Regions from separate parts of the Mustela erminea genome. Here region 2 is linked to region 1. The links are chromatin contacts, called in public Hi-C maps. All regions are on one chromosome and are shown on one strand. The core of a region is the stretch at or near the end of the contact, and the rest is flanking DNA. Distances in the headings are between cores, read along the strand shown. Region 1 overlaps SMURF2 (E3 ubiquitin-protein ligase SMURF2). Region 2 has its middle 26 kb from the start of KPNA2.

Region 1 (5,759 bases), core at 3,161-5,660:
CAGCAAGGAATTTTTTAAATAAAGGAAAATAAAGCAGCACTAACTAGTTCTATAAAATGACACTGCAAAACTCTACCATGCCCCAAAAAGCAAATAAACTCTTGTTTTGTTACACTGAAGTCACATCTCACTCTGTTTATGGCAATTTTATGACATCTCAGCACCAGAGAGTATAAAGTAATATCCCGAAGTGCCAATGACTCTTTAGATGCTGTAGCCCAGTGGCCTGTTACCTACTTAATTACTAAGTAAGATTCTAATCCAGGATAAACATAAAATAAAGGGAAGATTTTTTTCCCCAAAAACATCCGTGTGGTCTATACTATTCTGGTCCATTCCTATCATGGCCCATTTATACTGGTTTATACTGATAAACAGTATAGCAGTGATTTACTCTCACTTTTGGACAAGGTTCTGTTTTGTCGTTGATGTTGTTTAGTAAGGAAATTATCCCATTTCATCATCTTTTGTGTAAACCTTAAAATACATTATAATCGAGTATGAAGTGATCAGGAACAGCAAGGCATTCGGTATAGGTAGGAACACAAGAGCAAGCCTGCATTTGGGGGGTAGGTTTCAGAGTAATAGGTTTCAAGTATACATCAGTGTTTTAAAAAAGTAGTACTATCACCGGAAACTTAACAAATTCTTTGTTTTTCAAAGTATAAAAGGTAACTTATTACTTATCTTGGTAAAACAAAATCGCTAGTCTAGGACTTAAAGAGATGTAGTTATAGTCTCAATTCTTGTCATTCTTTCACTAGGAAAGATATCTATGTATGTTCCAATATTATGGATTAAACAGACTGAGGGGCCCCTGGGTGGCTCAATTGGTTAAGCATCTGCCTTCGGCTCAGGTCATGATCCCAGCATCCTGGGATCGAGCCCTGGCATCACATCGGGCTCCCTGCTTCTCCCTCTGCCCCTCCCCCACTCGGGCTCTTGCTCACTGTCTCTCTTTCCAATAAACAAATAAAACCTTAAAAAAAAAAAAAGATTGAATGATGTTTTTAGGAAATGCAGTGAAACACTATTGACAAGTAGTTAAAAATGTTTCAAAGTTCTGTAAGTGATTTAGTCTAAATCAAATCACTACCATTTATGTAATACTAGAAAAACTCGAGATTTTTAGGAAGGTTTCCACATAAACAATGTGCCAACACACTGAACAAGCTCACCTGACATGTCTTCTATGCTTTCTTATGCATTATTTTAAAGAAAATCGAAATATTTGTTTTGTTTTACCAAGTACTTTGAATACACATCTAAGCAGACCCAGCTACTCTGGTGTTTCACTATGCAATAAAGAGCAGAAAAAGCATTTCATTGCCACATAGCATTTAGTCTGCCCAAACCCTGACAATAGCGAGGTTAAGAAATAAATAACAAAAAACTGACTAGTTTCTTGACTATACATATAATTACAGCATTTAGATTCTATCAACAGGTAATTAACAGGTCTTCCCAAGAAGCATTCAAATCTAGTTATGAGCAAATTCTAAGAATTCCACAGAAACTCTCAAGCCCTAAGTATGATGTACATGTGATGAATTCTAAGATTCCAAACTAAAGAAATTATCCATTTATTGGTAAAAAGGCCACAGAATAAAAATAAGCCTATAGGTGACAACCAGTAATGCGACTTAGTGGAAACACAAATTTAATTTAGGCTGATTTAGATGAGGAATAGCAGAATTATTATGATGGTCCTTAGGACATTTCAGTAAAGAAGCTATACTGTTTCTGCTACATCTACATAAAGTAAATTCTCACACCTATAAAAAAATGTATATTTGAAAGTAGCATAAACATTACAGCTTCTATACTGAAACATTTTAAAAGACTACTTGAAATACACACCTATGTACACCCGCGCTTCCCTACTTACATGCACACACAGACGTTACTTTAACAAGGTTAAAAAGCATGGCAACGGGAGCAAAGGAAAACAGCACTCAGTTTAGAATATATGTCATTAAAATCTCCAGACCGTTCCTAACAATGTAAAGCAGAGGGAATAACACATACTGAACGAGAGAGATGGAGAGCATGCGGGGCCCGTGGGGCCCACCACTGCCCGTGTAGGGGTGCAGCTAGTTTTCAGAGGCAGTCTCGCTGGGCTGGCTAATCCACAGGGAGCTCTCAGTTACTCTGTGGTGGCAGTCCTGCTCCAACCTCATCATGAACACATCTATTAGGAAATCCACTGTATTGCAAAAATTAGGGAATGTTACGCTCGAAAATAAATATCAGTGAGAAGATTCACCAGAGGAAGTATCTTAAACTTATAAACCATACGTCCTTTACTCATGAGCAAGTCTTTACCTGGCAACCCCTCCATAGTCAAGGCCTTCTTCTCCACGAAATTTTATCATTAATCGCTTCCACAGATCTTTGGGTCTCATTTTCATGACCTGCCGATAGGATTCCTGAAAAAAAATTAACACACTATTGTTACTAGGTGCTTTAAACTTGTTATTTAAACTCTCCCTTGCATTTTACCTACAAAACATACATTTATTGAAATAAGATTAAATTTGTTCAACAATCAAATCAATGGACAAATTCGAAGTGTTTGAAACTTCATGGAACTTATAAGAGCAAGATGGATATAGTTAAATACTACTGAAATTAATTCATTTGATAAATGCTATATTAACAACCTAAGTACAAAACTCCGTATTTAAGTTCTATGAACCACAGCAATGACTACACAACTCACATTACGAATTTGATAAAAGTACCAAATTTTTAAAAGTTGGTTGACCTAATTCTAGGTCACAGGCACCAACAGAAAGATGAGAAAAAGAAAGTTGCAAAGAATATAAGTAATCATTTATTTGATTGTCATTAGACCAGCATCTTCATATTATTTTAAAATATAAAACTGACTTACAAACAAGGTTAGAACTGTCCTGAGAGAAGAAAAGTTGATCCTTTAGGAAAAAGGTTATCAAATCCCCAAACATCAAACCCATGAATCTTCCAATGAGTGGGAAAACCCTGCCTTGGACCTCTGCCACTTATTACAGAAGAACTTTGAAAGTGATAGCAGGGCTATAAAGTCCAAAAATAAAAATATACGAGGAAGGAAGATTTTCAATAAATTAAGGAAGTAGTTCAAAAAGAATTAAACAAAATGGCTTTTGGACTTTAGAGTCACTCATCCTTTGGAAGAATTAGAAACTAAGGGATGGATAATATTTGTGGCCTTTTAAAACTCAGTAACAGGGCAGGGGCACCTGGCTGGCAATGGAGCATGTGTACCTTGATCTTGGGGTTGTGAGGTCAAGCCCCACTCTGGGTATAAAGTTTACTTTAAAAAAAAAAAAAAAGTAGGGGCGCCTAGGTGGCTCAGTGGGTTAAAGCCTCTGCCTTCTGCTCAGGTCATGATCCCAGGGTCCTGGGATTGAGGCGCACATCAGGCTCTCTGCGCTGTGGTGAGTCTGCTTCCCACTCTCTCTCTGTCTGCCTCTCTGCCTACTTGTGATCTCTGTCAAATAAGTAAATAATCTTTTTTTTTTTAAAGTATAATTAGATATATATCTATACATAAAAATTCATTAACAAATAAGTATTTGCAATGCAGAGACCAAGCTGATGCAACTGGAATATTTCACACTCTTGACCCCATTTAAATGTTTACCTTCTAGATTAAGCCTCTGATATTATTGCCTTTATTCCCCACAATTAAGAAAGAACTTAATTAAAACTCTCCCATTCGAGATAGGAATTTCAGAAAGTATTCTTAGAAAATAGCAAACACTGAAATTTAATTTTTCTCTATTTTAAGGCTTGTAAATTTACCTCAAAAATCTCTTCCCTGGAAACCTCAATGCGGCAATGACCAGCTTGAGGCTGTTGTTGGGAAAGTTCCTGCCGCAAAATTTTTAGTTTCTGAACCAGGTCTCGCTTGTACCGTGGGACTGTCAGACACTCCGCATCATCGGGGCATAACGATACCACCTGCTGCTGCTGCTGGTCTTTCAACTGGTTCTGCCGACTAAAAGTAAACAGAAATGCTGCTATTTTAAATAAAAGAGATAGCAATTATACATTTTAAAAAGAGCATCATACTAGAAAGTAAGTCTACCTACATAATTTTCAGGACTTGTGATATTCATGGCTTGACATTTTTGATGACGATAAACTACCTCCAAAGTTTATTTCTCAGAATCCACACGAAATTATAAAATTGAACAACAGAGTTTTCATTCAGCTTTATACAGCTGCTGAAAATAAATTTCTCGAATACCATTCTCCATTTTCTTCTGCATAGCTGACCATCACGCATTTTAAAACTCAGGCATACGCCAAAAACCCTGTGCCCGTTATCTAGAGTCTGTCTCTCTGGAAGAAAGAGCTTGAGCCAGTGGTTTGGCAGGAGCCCCTTTTCCTCTCTGCGCTACGTCTAGACCACAAGAATGTGGAAGGTCACGTGGAAGCTACTGGCACAGAGAAATGAACACACTACAAACATGTCTACATGCCTTAGAAAATGACTACTTTTCTTTTTATTGTGATAAAATATACAACACATAAAATTTACCATTTTAACCTTTTTCTAATACAGTCAGTGGCATTAAATACATTCACATTGTTGTGCTAAAGTGACTTCTACACGTGCATACACATGGTTTGCCACAAAATACATGACAGTAATCTCCCAAGCACAGCAGAAATATAATACTTTAAAGGGGCACATTGCCTACAAATATTTTTATTCTCCCAGCAAAAATACTGTAGGTTACACCTAAGAATTTTTTTGAAAGAAGCTGATGATATAATGAACTACTTAATTCCAATAAACTATCAGGAAGTAAAAAACCCAGTAATTCACTACTGATGCCAGGCAGAAAACGGAATCATTTTGATTTTGAGTTTTAGATTTTATCTATTTGACAGAGAGAGAGACAGCAAGAGAAGGAACACAAGCAGGGGGAGTGGGAGAGGGAGAAGCAGGCTTCCCGCTGAGCAGGGAGCCCGACACACGGGGCTCGACGCCAGGATCCTGGACTCAGGACCTGAGCCAAAGGCAGTCGCTTAATAACTGAGCCACCCCGGTGCCCCTTCGATGAATTTCTGTGTTTTAAACCACCTGTATGTGCCACTTTGTTACGGCAGCCCTAGGAAACTATTACAGGGGAAGCCTGACAGGAGGAGGACTTAACAAAGAAGCATAAGGAAATTTGGGAGGATGATGGATATGTTCACTATCTACACTTTGGTGATGGTTTCACAGGTGTATAATATGTCAAAACTTAAATTGTACACTTTAAAATGTGCAGTTTATTATAGGTCACTTACACTTCAATAAAGATGATTAAGAGAGAAAAAAAATCCCTCTGGGATGGGTTCAGCTATCCTGGAGCTATTTCTGATGCACTCACAGGAAAAGCTAAAAAGCATCTACCCGGGAAAGCATCCTGTCTCTTCAAGTGTGTACGATGTACCTTTGGTACATACTCTTTCCTTAACACTCCAGGACAGGTTCCTACTTAAGCACAGTGGGATTAAACTACTCATGTATCAAATAAAACATGTCATACTCTTATATAAAATTTCATCCAACAGAAGTTATTTATAATTAAAGAGAACAGACATTCTATCACATTACAAAAAGCATCTTCCGTCTTTTCTTATTCAGGCTTGCAATTTAACATGTATTGTTTCAAAAACTTACTTTAAAACTAAATGCAAGTTAGCTGAGAGCCGAGGATCTGTAAACTGTGTTGTTCTGTTGTTATGGTCAACGAAAT
Region 2 (6,174 bases), core at 953-3,452, 150 kb after region 1:
GTGCCTGGGTGGCTCAGTGGGTTGAGCTGCTGCCTTTGGCTCAGGTCGTGATCTCAGGGTCCTGGGATCGAGACCCGCATCGGGCTCTCTGCTCAGCAGGGAGCCTGCTTCCTCCTCTCTCTCTCTCTCTCTGCCTGCCTCTCTGCCTACTTGTGATTTCTCTCTGTCAAATAAATAAATAAAATCTTTTTTTAAAAAAAGTATATCAAGATACAGAAACACAAGGATTGACTCAGAAACTGTCACAGGTTGGAGGAGACTGGACAACTCTGTGCAAGATGGTATCCTGGATTGGATCCTGTGATGGAAAAAGGCCAGTGGTAGTCTCATATGAGAACTGAATGAAGTCTGTGTCATTTAGTTTAAAAATCATGGGACTGGGGTGCTTGGGTGGCTTAGTCATTGAGCGTCCGACTCTTGATTTCGGCTCAGGTCATGATCTCAGGGTCGTGAGATCAAGCCCCGAGTTTGGTTCCACACCGGGCATGGAGCCTGCTTTGGATTCTCTCTCTCCTTCTCCCTTTGCCCCTCCCATGCTGTTCTCTCTCTCAAATAAATAAATAAATCTTTAAAATGATGGGACTAATAGCTTTTCTTTATATCCCTTTCCCCTTCTCCTTCCTTTCTGGAACAATTCAATCCAAAACCTTAGGTGAGACAGAGCTAGGTAGGTGTCCCTCGTGGAAGGGGGTGGGGAGCCCTGGTGACCCTGAGTGGGTGCCCACACAGTGTGCAGGTGGCCTGACATTTGGATTCAGAGCCCGAGAAGGGTAGGAAGACTGTCCATGCAGGTACAGCCTGGAGTAGAGAGCCAGAGCCCACGCGGGGAGGGGAAATCCTCACTGTCCAAGAACAGGGTTCTAAATACGGAAAGGGAAGAAGACTGGGACAAAGCCTGTGGTGTTGGATGGAAATCAGACACAATGGTGTGAACTCATATTGGTGGGAAGTCTTTCAGTATATAGAGATAGAAAAGGAATTATAGAGATGGGCATTTACTAGAGTTTTTGCAAGATGAGGAGATCTGGGAAGGGATGGTGGAGAGAGTGATACAAGTGAAGGTTCTTAATGCCCTTGAAGATGGGTAAGATGGTCAACTTCATGTTCTGAGCATTTTACCGTAATGTGTTTAAATAAGTAGATGTCAATATACCTGGTTCTGATTGTCTGTATGTCATGTTGTATGTGTTCTGCTGTGTCTGGACGTGTATACACACCTACATTCCCTCATTTTCTCCCCCAAGAGGAAAAGAGAGGACTCACCCTGGTACCAATGACCACACCCAGCACTGAGATCTCAACTCCGCACTAAAATGAACCGGGTCCTTGGAGGAATGACTGGTTTCCCAGGGCTGGGACAGGAAAAGCATGAGATGAGCCTAGAACATCTTGTGCTAGAAAGCTCAGAGAATGACAGGTCTGGCAAAAGGACACAGCAATTAGCTTGAGGGCTCCTACTGGCCACACGGGGAATAATTATCAAAATCTGTAATGACAGTAACAGATTACAACCTCCCCGAATCCACGAGCACATACAGACACGACATTTCTTGGCCGAGATCAAGAGAAGGTAAGGGAGCCCTGGGGAGAAGGACACTCACTCTTATTTTCCTTTTTCCTATTTTTTTTTTTAAGTGTTGAGTGGAAAGGACATGACACATAGAGCAAACTAGAGGCCCAGAAAATTCCTAGAGAGACTGTCCAAGACATATGGACTTTTGAGATCTGTCCAGTGTCATTTCCTGTTGGTGGGGAGGGAAGAGGCAGGGGTGCCATGAGGAATGAAACGGGGCGGGGGGGTTGCAAGGAGCAGGAGGGAGGAAAGGGGGCTGGGCTATCAACCGCTGCTTCCAGTGAGCCCCCTCCCCAGATGCTGCGGGGCTGGGGGGCCGGGTGGTCAGGGGCCTCCAGGAGTGGCCTCTGCCCTGCAGAGTGGAGGTGCCCCACATCTGGTTCACATTGTCGGGTAAAAGCAAATGGGTTTCTGAGCTGGAAGGAGCCCAGCAGACTTGGCCAAGCCCTGCTGCTTGGACACCAGGGCACAGCATCACCCCTTCCACGGGTCACCGGGCCTGGCCAGCTCCCAAGGGCCTGCAGAGGGGACGTGGTTGGAAGGAGGCCATCTTCTCTGCTTAGAACCACATTATCTGGGCCCAGCTCTGCCTAATGTACAAAACAGCCGTGGGTCCAGAGGGGCTGGTTCTGGGACGTGCAGATGACTCACTTCAGGCCTGGAATGAGGCTGGAGCTCCACACACACCAGATGTAACCACCCCACCCACGCGGATTGTTTGTTCTTCTCATGGTGCCTCCCTTGGCTGGGAAGAGACAACTGATGGCTGGGGAATCTTAAGCAACTTTACTAACTTCTCTGAGACCCAATTGCCCCACCTGTAAAATGGGAACAATGATTTCTTCCTCACAAGGCCATGGTTAGCCAATGAGAGTCACTGAATGAAAAGCAGAGTCAGCTCCAGAAAGTTCTTGACCGAAGCCTGCGACTCCTGTTGGTCATTTGGATATCAGGCTCAGCTCTTCGATTGGATACTAAAAGTCTTGGGGGATGGGGGGGTCAGTTATTTTTCTTGCTGGCTTTGTACCCCCATCCCTGGCAGTATTAAGCAGGGGACTGACAGAGGACAATTCACTTTCCAGTTTCGCTATTTGGTGGCTGTGTGACTCTAGGAAGCTTCCTCAACCTCTCTGAAACTCCATTTCTTTCTCTCTAGAGGTGGAATCCTTGCCCCTGCCTCCCAGGTGTTTGAGGGAATTGAGAGAGGTAATGCATGTCAGGGGATGTTTGCGGTGTCTACGAGTTTCCTTCCCACGCTCATTTAAAAGCCTCAAAAAACAGTGTTGGCTTGAAGGGACGCACCTCAGGGAAGCAGCTTTTAAAACTGTCAGCTCCATTGGGGCTCCTGTGTGGCTCAGCGGGTTAATCTCTATGCCTTCACTCAGGTCATGATCCCGGAGTCCTGGGATTGAGCCCCAGATCGGGCTCTCTGCTCAGTGGGGAGCCTGCTTCCTCCTCTCTCTCTCTGCCTGCCTCTCTGCCCACTTGTGATCTGTCTGTCAAATAAATAAATAAAATCTTAAAAAAAAACAAATCAAGAAAACAAAAACTGTCAGTTCCAGTCCCTCCTCTGCCCAGCATTAGATCTTTCCTGGAAAAGATCTAATGGATCTGAAGAGTGCTGATTCATTCTGGGGAGAGTTCTGAGGCCCAACATCCCGGCTAGTAGCCCTCAGCTTCCCCGCCCCGCCTCCCTATTGGTGCTCTCCCACTAAAGAAAGGACATGGCTTCTTCACCGGAGGCCACCAGCTTGCTCTTCCCCACACCCTCCTGGGTGTCCACGGGGAGCCACCCAGCTCTGCTGGGCACGCTTGTCCATTGCAGAGCCCACACCAGGAGCCAGGTCTGCAGAGCCAAAGAGTCTGGGCTCTGGGACATCACCTCCCTTGGTCCTTTGGAGAAGCTGAAACCGAAGAAGCCGGCTGCCCCTTGGCGGATCACATGACCTCCTTGTGCCTTCATTTTCGCATCTGTAAAAATGGACCCCACCCACCTCATAGAGTGTGATGAGGCTTTTCTGAGAGGTTCAAGTATATAAGGGCTGTACTCGGTGCAGCAGAAATGCCGAGTGAATGTCCACCATTAGGAATATTAGCTCTCATTTGGAATCCCTCCAGCCTTAAAAACTTCCTGCTAAGCAGCTGAGAGGTTGCCAGGATTCAAGGTCAACCTTGATCTACCCAGGCTACCGGGGAAGAGAGAGGATTTCTCTCACTTCTTTCACAAGTCCACTCTGAACAACCAGCCAACCTGTAGATGGAACCATGATCCAATCAGGTAATTAAGCCTTAATTCCTCTCCTCCGATCCCCCAGAGCCCACCACGCCTAATTAGCCTTCTCCTTCTTCCCAAATGTTACCAATCACCCACTTAATCACCAGCCATGATCTAACTCTCCCCTCACCCCTACTTGGACCGTACTCAATGTGATCAACACTGAAAGGTTTCACTTTAAGGTCTTTTTCTGAAACCTTGAACAACAGCAGCGACCAAAACAAAAGCAGAAAAAGTAGCCTTCTCACCTCTGTGAAATCCTAAATTTAAAAAGATAAAATTGGGGGCACCTGGGTGGCTCAGTGGGTTAAGCCTCTGCCTTCAGCTCAGGTCATGCATGATCTCAGGGTCCTGGGATCGATTCCCGCATCGGGCTCTCTGCTCGGCGGAGAGCCTGCTTCCTCCTCTCTGCCTGCCTCTCTGCCTACTTGTGATCTCTGTCAAATAAATAAATAAAATATTTTTTAAAAAGATAAAATTGATATGTAATTTAATATATCATATTATACCATAACTATATTACATATAACAAGACAATTATATAAATTGTGTGTGTGTTTGTGTACACTCAACAAGGGCTAAGATGAATGCTTGTCACACTCAAGAGTGAAATGGAACAAATTATACATCCTTTGCCTGACAAGGAAGCTAGAAGAACATTGTGGAGGATCATGACGATTCTGAAGCCATTCTTGAGAACTGCTTCATGACCAGAAAGGGATGTGACCGTAGGTGAGGACTGGGGACAGGCTCTTTGAGTAACTATTTGGAGCTTTTGGGGTTAAAGCATTTTGCACAGCCTTAAAAATATTGCACTCTCAAAAACAAAACAAAACCAAAAAATGCCTATCTATGCATCGACCTATCTGCATTTTTTTTGCCCCCACCTTAAACTCCTGCTTTTTTTAAACTAATTGAGAGCTTACTTGTTAAGCTATTTAGCTCATTCACCCTTAAAACATCCTTCAGGTTTAGATGGTAGTTTCCTCCCATTTTGCTGAGTTGGAAAGTGAGGCACAGAGCAGTTAAGTAACTTTCAGGAGGTCACACAGCTCTTAAGTACTAGAGTCAGATTCCAAACTCCAACCTTCAGCATTCAGAGGCCACACTTTTAACCACTGAGCTCTACTGCCTCCCTGTGGTGGTTTTTCCAGCTGGGTGGAAGCCCGGGGCTTTCCACAAACACCTCCCTCTGCTGTAACGCACAGAGCTCAGCACTTCCCATGTTGTTTTAAACAGCCAGCCCCACGCCCTGTATCTACATTCAAAATATTAACCCCACCATGAGGGGGGGGAAAAAAAAACGCATGTTTTTAACCAAAAACTTCTATTTTCTCTGATTGTAGACCATTATAAGAACTGCGTTTTTTTCCCCTCACTTCCTATGTAAAACCAAAAGAATTCATTGTCAACTCATGGTGCATCTTTAGAGGTCCTGGGGGTTGAGCCCATTTGGAGGAATGTGGTGACACGTGGCGTGGTTTGGGGGTCCGGATCGCTTTCACAGCCCGATCTGGAACCCTGGGGTAGGTGACATACCGGAAGTTTGAGAAATGCCGTTGCTCCTCACCTTGGTGTTCTAGATGTTTCAGGCGGCAGGGAGGTGGGTTTATTTTTTTCCTGTTAAAACTTTCAAAGCTCAGAGCTCAAGTGTCTGGCCTCAGAGGCTGGTTTCGGGCTGTGGTGAGTGAGGTGTGGGGTGGCGGCGGGTCCTGGCAGGCGGGGGGGTTCGAGCCCTCTGATGGGATGAGGATCTGTAGCCTCTTTAATTCGAGAATTAGGACAGAGCTGATGGGGTCTGGGCGGGATTGAGGTTGAATTTGAGGCCTGATGGGGCATTCGGTTCCTCGCTCTTTACTAAGTGGTGTGGAGAGGGGACAGTGACAGAAGAGTCTGAGAAGAGGACGAAGGAGAGGGCAGGGAAGATGACCCACAGCGGGGAAACTGAGGCCCAGAATAAGTGCCAGGACAAGGGCAGGTGGGCTTGCAAAAAAGGAAAATAAAATTATTAAAAGGACAGAGACACCTGTTACCTTTTGCAAACATGTCTGCCTCGGAATCCAGGCTTTCCAGAGGCAAAAGAGGGCCCGACAAGGGTGATAATGGCCAAGCTCCCCGAGGCAGTCCCTGGGTGTCCCGCAGGCCTCCGGTCCCCTCGCCTACAGCAAGCCCTCTGCCCCTCGCAGCAGCCCCTGGGCCGGGACCACTGGCTGTGTTAACAGGTTGGCACAGAGCGTTCCAGGGAGGGTGAGTGACCCACCCAAGGTCCCAGCATGTAGGTGATCCCGCCGGGGCCCCAAGGCTGTCGCTTCCAGCCCCTGCACCC

Evidence for each region. Hi-C and Micro-C count contacts between places; a contact is called where the count stands out from the background.
Region 2: a contact with region 1 is called in a Hi-C map of skeletal muscle, with 9 times the contacts expected there. The contact joins two enhancer-like sites. A contact is called at or near these places in 2 of 3 Hi-C or Micro-C datasets (fibroblasts and skeletal muscle).

Annotation. Positions count from the first base shown.
Region 1 is chr18:47,794,936-47,800,694 of mMusErm1.Pri, forward strand. It overlaps SMURF2 (E3 ubiquitin-protein ligase SMURF2), which reads right to left. Exons shown (of 19, transcript XM_032319924.1): 10 at 5,684-5,759; 11 at 3,808-4,003; 12 at 2,326-2,429. Among named protein-coding and RNA genes, the nearest start is that of CEP95, 65 kb to the left of the region's middle. Within about 2 kb of position 4,411, the one cell type or tissue checked has open chromatin away from gene starts, as enhancers often do. A contact at or near this core is called in fibroblasts, where this site is marked.
Region 2 is chr18:47,950,364-47,956,537 of mMusErm1.Pri, forward strand. No RefSeq gene overlaps it. Among named protein-coding and RNA genes, the nearest start is that of KPNA2, 26 kb to the right of the region's middle. Within about 2 kb of position 2,203, the one cell type or tissue checked has open chromatin away from gene starts, as enhancers often do. A contact at or near this core is called in fibroblasts, where this site is marked.